Linked DNA regions of Gossypium hirsutum: region 1 is linked to region 2. A link is a contact called in public Hi-C data. All regions are on one chromosome and are shown on one strand. Each heading gives the region's core, a stretch centred on a gene start, on an enhancer-like site or on the middle of the called end of the contact. The rest is flanking DNA. Distances are from core to core; before and after follow the strand shown. Region 1 holds the start of LOC107948614. Region 2 holds the start of LOC107948512 (40S ribosomal protein S5).

What was found. A called contact is a pair of places that touch in the nucleus more often than the background predicts.
Region 1: a Hi-C map of leaf shows a contact between it and region 2, with 2.4 times the contacts expected there. The contact joins the promoter of LOC107948614 here to the promoter of LOC107948512 in region 2. A contact is called at or near these places in 3 of 34 Hi-C or Micro-C datasets (all in leaf).

Annotation. Positions count from the first base shown.
Region 1 is chrA04:20,673,505-20,677,817 of Gossypium_hirsutum_v2.1, forward strand. It overlaps LOC107948614, which reads right to left and starts at 2,553. Exons shown (of 1, transcript XM_016883230.2): 1 at 1,565-2,553. The coding sequence starts at 2,150. The coding sequence ends at 1,713.
Region 2 is chrA04:20,196,831-20,201,515 of Gossypium_hirsutum_v2.1, forward strand. LOC107948512 (40S ribosomal protein S5) reads right to left here and starts at 2,849. Exons shown (of 4, transcript XM_016883091.2): 1 at 2,623-2,849; 2 at 1,792-2,063; 3 at 1,425-1,628; 4 at 1,090-1,300. The coding sequence starts at 2,727. The coding sequence ends at 1,246. LOC107948510 reads left to right here. Exons shown (of 7, transcript XM_041111334.1): 7 at 1-450.

The DNA of each region.
Region 1 (4,313 bases), core at 1,303-3,802, 480 kb after region 2:
TATTTTATAACTTTTATAAGTTTACATAAATTTCAATATATTTTTAATATTTAATAATACTTATGATTTTTATATTTTTATGAAATTTTATAACTTTTTAAGAATTTTTATACATTTTTCTAAAATTCTAATTGTGTTTTATTACTTTCATAATTTTTATACTTTGTTAGAATTTATTAGATTTTTTATATTTTTATAAAATTTATATTATTTTATATTGTTTTTATAATTTTTATAAGTTTATTTCAATCTTAATATTTGTTAAATATTTTAATTTTTATAATTCTTAATAAAAAATATTAAATTAAAGCATAAATTGTCACATGTTATCATATATTTGTACGTTGTTTTTTTTTAAATGATCATCGTGATCAACTATGGATTCTATCAACAAAAGACTTAATTGATTATTTTAATTAACAACAATGACTCAATTGAATGCGAATTTAATACAAAAATTTAATTAATTTTTTAATATTCAAATATTTTTTTGACATATAAGCCAAATTTTAAAAAATATTAAAAATGGTTATTTGTTCAATTGCTCCATAGTAACTAACTTACATGTTCGCGTTGAATAATCAATATTTCGTTTGATAATATTAAATTTAACCCTAAATGTTTATATATTTTATTAATTTAATTTTTGTATTTTTAAACTAAATTTGACCCTTAATATTTCAAAAAAGGTTGATTAATGATGGTGGTGTAGCAATCTATACCGTAGTCGACATACCCTCATAGCTGAAATGACACTCTTTACCTTATATATATCACATTAATAAATAATTAAAAATTATAAAATATTTAAAATTAAAAAAATATATAAAATGTTGATAAAAGTTCAAAAAAGAAAAAAGATGAAGCATATATATTATCATGCAGACAGTTATATTTCATTAAAATAATTGAGGGATAAATTTTGAAGCTAATTAAAAGGATGAGATATAGACAGACTCCTAAGAGCCCAAAAAACAATAGCAATGAAGATCCTGGTACACATCACCAGAATCCGCTCCAATTAATCATTCTCAATCACTCATCAATACAACATAAGAAGACAAATGCTTCCAACCAAAAACAAAGGAAAAATACACAGAATCTAATACCAAATTCAATCAGAGAGAAAAGTGAATGCAAGTTTTTGTCACATTGTGTACACCTTCATTCTTCTTTACTGTTTATATGTTTCATTTCTCTCTTCCCTACTTCTGGGATTAAATGAATATATTTTTTAATTTCTTCCCAAAAACCCAGCAAACATGTATATATTTTGAAGGGGTTTACAAGTACAATTTTCATTCATATACATTTGGAAAATAGGCATTTGAATCAATTTAGTTTAAAGTGTATGTATAGAGTTTATAGACTGAAAATCAAAGTAGTACTTAAATCCAAAGAAAATATGGAAGAAAAACCAAACACATGGTAGTGGGACTCACACTTATACCTTCAGAATCTCAACAACTCAACCTTACGCTACCCATATAAGTTCATACTTTTAACCGAATTAAGGGTTGGATGAAATGTATCATGAAATTCAAGTTTAAGTACGCATTTCACATTCGCCTAAAGCTCGAGGGCTAAACGTAGCGTTAACCCTTTTATTCATATATACTTGGATGGATCCAAATACCAACAAGCTAAAGTAGCTGCAAAAGATAAGAAAATACAAAAGCATAAATTCAAGTTCAGCAACCTGGGAGCATCATTCAGGAGGCTTGAGCATGGTTTGGATCGAGCTTAGCAGCCTCAAGATCAGCAGCTTTCTTCAGAAAACTTTGGTCATCATCCTCAAGAACCATCTGGATAGGGCAAGATCCCAATCCATCAGCAATAGCAAGCAGAATCTTCTTCATCTCAGATCTGAACTCCTGGAGGTCAACGGTGCCGCTGCCATCGCAATCAAACCTCTCGAAAATGGAGTTGTAAAGCTGAGTGAGCTCGTCGGGGGGAGTGGCGACGTCGACACCGAAGTGGGACTCCAGGAGACGCAGAGACTCGAAGGCCTTGCGAAGCTCGGACCTGGAGAGGACACCGTCGTTGTTGAGGTCAAGAGCTGCGAAACGCTCATCCACGCTCTTCGTGAACTGTTGGTCGTCAGTCACGAAGGCTCTCACCGTCGATCCGTCAATGATTACAACACCCATGTCTTTTCTTTCTCCTCTTTTGAGTCAACTGGGTATGTATATTATATGTAGATAAAGAAGCGAGGAAATTGTGCTTTAGATTTTTGTGGTGGGAATTGTCCAAAGTGGACGTCAGATAACGACGATCAATTGCCATAGAGTGCCCTGCTGCACCATTAGCACCAAATACCAATGACATAATCTAGTGTTTAAGAAACAAATGAACCGCATCCTCGAAACTAACGCAAAAAAAAGGACGGAAAGCTCCATTATGCCTTCTTTTTATGAAAATTCATAGTTGAAACTAAAAGATCTGGCGCCTCCTCCATCCGGTAGACACAAATCCTCTGCCCTTTTACAAGATTATCCCATCTGCTTTTTTATTTTATCTCACTTTTATAAATAATTTCAATATCTGAATTGTTATTCTACTCTTTTGAAAGTTAACATATTCTTTAATTTTGAGATATTAAATATTTATATTTATTTTATTTAAAATTTTTGGTAAATTTATTTCTTAGCTTTAAATATTCAGTTTTTTTCTCTTTAAAGCTATTAAAAAAATTAAATTAATATTTTTTTCATATTTTAAATAAAAAATATAAAGATTATATATTTTTTAAATAAAACTTTATGAAAAAATAAAAAAGTCTTTCAAACTCAAAAAATATATAATATATATATAAAATATATATAAAAAAATTCTAAAATTTAATTTTTTTAGGCTGGATAACACAGACCATTTAGAACGAGAATTGACTAGGGCATCGGTTCGACAAGAGATAAAAATTAGTTGACACACGAATTTGTACGGACAGCTTGAATCGAGCTAAAAAAATCAATTGATCTGGTAGTTGAATCAATTTTGAATTGATCTACCAATTGATTTTTGAAACGACCAGTTCAAAGCAAATAAAATATTAAAAATTCATAAAAATTGGTTCAACTGCTAATTTAACTAGTTTTTTAGCCCGATTCAACCAGTCTATACCAATTCTTAGGGTCAACTAGTTTTTACCTCTCATTGGACTAATATCCCTAATTCTTGATCCAAGCAATTTAGCCCGGTTTAGATAACAATAAATTTTGAAATTTTTTATATTTTAAAATATTTTTAAAAGATTATTTTTATTTTTATTTTTATTTCAAATTTAAATTTTAAAGAGTTTTTTTTCATTTTTTTAAAAATATATAATATCTTATTAAGTGGTTGTCCATCAAGATCAAGATAAGTTTTGATGTACTTTAAATTCTAATAGTCATTAGAATTAGATCTCTACTTCATTTATATTTATTATGCCTATAAATAGATACTTTGGAGAACTATTGTAATAATTCCATTGATCAATAAAATACATTCTCTATTGCTTCTCATATTTTCTTTATTCTTTACTCTCTCTATCTCTCTTTATTTTATAACAATACAAATATTTTTTTGTGAGTTGATTAGTTTTTTATATTATGAATGTTCTGTGCAAATAATTGTTTCATTCATTTAGGTTTAATTCATGTTAATACTTATAAGTTTCAGTCATATTTTGGTCTAGTATTCGTACGAAAATTTTTGGATCATTTTTTATATGCTTTCTATAACACCCCTTACCCATATCCGATGCTGGAACAGGGTACGAGACATTACCGGACTTAAACTCAATCAAACATTCAGAACCGTGAAATAAATTTTCACTCAAATTTAAAAATTTTCATATACATTCATATCATCTCTATTACGAGCCTACGAGGCCCAAAACATATATTGAGAGTGGTTTGGGACTAAACTGAGAACTTTCAAAATTTTTACAACACTTAGAAAATTTTCATGCTTTGGAGGGTCACATGCCCGTGTGGGTAGGCCGTGTGGGTAGGCCGTGTGGTCACACACGCCTATGTGGCTTGGGACACGTTCGTGTCCACAGCCTGTGTAACTCTCTGTTTATGACGTCATCAACAAAATAGGGTCACACAGCCAAGTCACACGCCCGTGTGCTAGGCCGTGTGACAAATTTAATTTTCGGCCTGGCCACATGCCCATGTCCTATGGTCGTGTCTCTCACACGGCCGTGTCTCATGCCCGTGTGCTTACTACTGGGATTCTGTTTCTCAAAACTAAGGTACAAAGGATACACGGCTGGATCACACGCCCGTGGAGCAGGCCGTGTGTCACACACGACCTAGACATATGCT
Region 2 (4,685 bases), core at 1,599-4,098:
TTTGACTAACCATCTCTCAGGAGAATCAAGGCAGAATTCATGACAAAATCATGCAACGAGCAGCCTTTGTCTGTAGTAATCTATCCCTGCATCATGGACTTCCAGGTTTAGAAGTGTACAATCTCAAATTTTAGTACTGAGGATCAATTACCCTTGAAAGACTGAAGGCTGAATCCAGTGAAGATTGGCAGAAGGGACACACTCTTAGAGGTATGAAGCCAAGATCCACCGGAATTTGCTTATAACACATTTAAACTCTCTGATTGAAAACTCCTTACATATAACAATTTGTCCTCAAACGATAAAGAGTTTTCTGTCTTTTTGATTAGTCAGTTTATGCTTTTTGTCTTGTATATCAAATACTGGCGGAGGAGTGGTTATGGCTGTGTACAACTGCAACTGAATTCGGATACTTGCTCGTTCTTAAAATAGAGGGATCCCACTCTTAAATCAGGATTGTCAATTTATACCTGATCAGCTTTAGAGAGTCGTGTTGCATGGATTCTCATTGCTGACGGTCTTTAAGACTACTAAACCTCTATTTTCTCTCTGGTAAAGACCAGGATACATCAAAAACTGAACTTCCAACTGAAACAAGCCAAACAAGATCAGCAGTATTAGGACGGGGATTATTAAATCAACTTTTGTAGTATAGAGTTCAAAAAAAAATCATCTTTCATTATCTGTAGATTGAGAGATTTATGTTCATAAAACATATAAAATTTGACGTTGATGAACTGCAGTCTCTTCCATTGTTAATGCAGGTTGAAAGGCTTGATTTCAATAGTGTTATGGCCTTTGTATTTAACTTCAAACACAAGTTTGTACAATTGCTCCAATTAATATTTTTTCTTTGTTTCTATTGGCTGGGTTAGAAATTCATAACAACATAATTTCATCTGCTCAATAATTGGAAAAACTCAATTTGATTTCTTCCTTTAATTGTCTCTTTTTTAAGTACTAATTATTGGCACCAGGCAGGGCGATTTAATGTGGTGAAAACTACCACATCAAGCACTCTCATCTCTTTGTTTGCAGCAAAGATGAAATCAACAGCTTCAAACGATGGCAAAATAAGTACAGCATATGTAACCAAAACAGGATATGCTTTCTTCAATAACATCTCAACTTAAATAACGGAACATTCATATTATGTCTGGAACATAAAATAGGTAACTTATAAAGTACTGAATGAAAAAACAAAAGTGTCCACCGCCATGGTTTATGCGAACTCCTACCAATTCCTCAACGATTGGCCTTGGCAACTCTCTCAATTTCGTCCTTCTTCTTGATGGCATAGCTGCACAAACAACGTGAGAATGATGAAGCAAGCAGTGGTAAATAAATGGGATTTGCAATAAGGACAGTTCTAGTTTCAAAGCAAAATAAGGTTCAAACATGGGAGTTCAAAGGCTGTTATTTACCTGTTAGATGATCCCTTTGCTGCGTTAATAAGCTCATCAGCTAAACATTCAGCGATAGTTTTACTGTTTCTGAATGCAGACTCACGAGCACCAGTGGTGAGGAGATAGATGGCCTGATTCACTCGACGAAGAGGAGAAATATCAACAGCTTGACGCCTCACAACACCAGCAGAACCAATACGAGTAGCATCTTCACGAGGTCCACTGTTATATCAACAAAAAATCAACAAAGATTATCAAAGATTGATCCAACAAAGATAACCCAGAATCGGAAGATGTTTTAATTAACATCATCTGCTACTTTAAAGATTAAAGTCAGCTAGTGATACATTTGAAAAAGGAAATTCTTAAAGGTCATATAGGCCACCTGTTGATAATGGCATCAACAATGACTTGAATTGGGTTCTGATCAGTCAGGAGATAAATAATTTCCATAGCATGCTTCACAATCCTGACTGCCATAAGTTTCTTTCCATTGTTTCGGCCATGCATCATCAATGAGTTTGTAAGCCTCTCAACAATGGGGCACTGAGCCTTTCTAAAACGCTTAACTGAGTACCTCCCAGCAGTGTGTGGCACATAGGTTGCATGCTTGGAAGGTTGAACACCAATGTAGTCACTCAAAGAGATATCAGAAACCTAAAATAGATAAATCAGAAACCTAAAATAGATAAATCATTCACATCAAGGACCAGGGCTAACAATTGTAGTTATCAAAGGGAACGGCAAGTTGAGGAATCTAATTCTTTCGAATCTTCAGGAGTCTTTAAGCATTCGAAAGACAATCTAACACGATCATCTTATCCAAATAATCTAACCTAAAATTAACCAATTTCTTACAAACATGAAGACAAACAATTAGGATTAACATAAATTGTCAATCTGAATATCAGTAACATCAAAGACAACAAGTAAAATCTTCAAATCAGAGAACAACAATATAGATGTTCAGTCACAACAAGATGATCTAACAAATAATATCAAGTTAAAAACAACATGAACGATTCTCTATGGAAACAGAATCCCTGTATACAATTAACTAGTCCTAGTAGATCCACTCGACTTGAAAAGACCAAAAAAGTAGAGAACATGCTAAAACGGAACATTTCATATATAATCTAGAAAAAACAAAGCCAAGAGAATGAAAAAAGAAATGTATGCATAGAGAGGCAAAAGATGGAAAAAGAAAAAGAAATACTTGAACTTCCTCGAAGCTCCAGCGATTGAAGAGCTTGACGTCAGGGTGAGACTTGGTTGGGTCTTGCAGTGAGGCGGTGGCAGGGGCTGCAATGGCTGTCGCCATAGCTATGATAGATGCTGCAAACAGAGAGAACCGAAGTGCGCCTGAAAGAGATGTGAGCGGAATGAGGAAATTAGAACAAAGGCCATTCTCTTATAAATCTTATTCATAAAAGGTGACATTTTGATTAGGGTTTCCGGCTTTTTAAGTATGGTCCGCACACGTGGGTGTCGTTTTACTTTCTTGGGTAAAGTATACCAACCGTCCCTAAATTGTATTTAAAATTATGTTTCAGTCACTCAACTTCCAAAGTTACATGATGGTCACTCCAGTTATTGAGTTATTATATTTTGATCACTCGTCTTATAACTTCCGTTAAAAAGATGTATGTTAATTTATGAGTTAATAGCTAATTTAGCTTCTAAACCAATATTTTTAGAACCGAACTAGTAGTCGAACCAATCAGGTTACCAATTCGATTGGTTCAATTAAAAAATTATTAAAAGTTCATAAAAAGTAAAAATAAGGTTCAATCACCGCTTCAACCGGCTTTTAGTTGATTCAACCATCTGTTTCGATTTTTGGTTCAATTGGTCCAATATTATTCTCCTGATTGGTACCCTGACTAGTTTTTGGTCTAAGCCGATCTAGTTCAAATATCATTGTTCTAAAACTATAGCTAAACCATCATCTTGACAATTTTAATATTTTTCTTAACAATAATTCTAAAAATAATTTTAAAAAATATTTAAAGCAAAAAAATTAAAAAATAATCAAAATTTATAAAAAGAATATTAATAAAATTTCTAGAAATATTATAAAAATCATAAAAAATTTCCAATAATAAAAATTATTTAAAAATTATAAAATCATTATTAAACAATCTTTTTAGGGTTCTAAGAACTTTTTCTAGCGAATATGATAAAGCTCTTCAAAGAGCTAGTGTTTTCAAATCCAAGAATCCAATCTTTTTTGTTATAATGCATCCTTCATACATTAACCTTGGTTGAAAATGGTAAAAAGCTTTAATGAAACTTGCAATAGCAAGATCTTATTGTTGAGTCAAACCGACTTTAAGTTGATAAAGCATGGGGATAAGATTATGAGTTGGCTTGTAAAGTGACAAAAGTATGATGGTTTTAAGTTGACAATTAATGGGAAAAAACAAGGTGGCATGAAGTTAGGAAATGTGGCATGAACTTAATTGAAACATTATTTATAAATAAATAATATTAGTGAATAAAAACTATAGCAAATTAGATTTGTTGAAAGGGTTTTAGGCGGCTTATTAAGCATATAAACATGTAAGTGTAGTGTGTGTTGAGTGTGTATAAGTAAAATAATAATAATAATAAAAGAGTGAAAAATAGAAGTGTGTGTGGTAGAGTAAGTGGGCGAGAATTGAGAATAAAGAACAATACTAGCAACAACTAGTAAACAAAGGAAAGTTTATATATTAGTTTTGTTGTAATGACTTATTTTATTGAGTACTGAAATTATTTTGGTTTTAGTGTCCACTACACTTCTAATGAGTGTTACCCAAGTTAGATTTGTGCTCACTTCATGATGGTGAATATAATTCAATCACAATTTTCAAAATTAACGAAGACAAACTATGGTAATTGGATTATTCAAATGAAGGTTTTCTTTGGATCTCAAGATTGTTAGATATTGTTGAAAAAAGATATGTCGAGATAGAAAATGTTGAAGCAAATTTAACAAATGAAGAGAAAAGAACATTGAAGGAAGATCGAAAAAAGGTTAAGGAGTTATGTTTTAATTTTTAATGAGTTAATGAATGAACCTTTGAAAAAGTTTCAGATGGGAAGCATCAAAGAAATATGGGTTATTTTGCAAAAATCCCTTTAAGGAGTCAAAAAGGAAAAAGGTACGTCTAGAATCACTTAGATTTGAATTTAAGATGTTAAAAATGAAAAGTTCAGAGAGCGTTGATAACTACATTACTTGAGTGAAAGAGTTGGTGAATGAAATGGAGAAATTCTTGATGATTTCAGGATAAT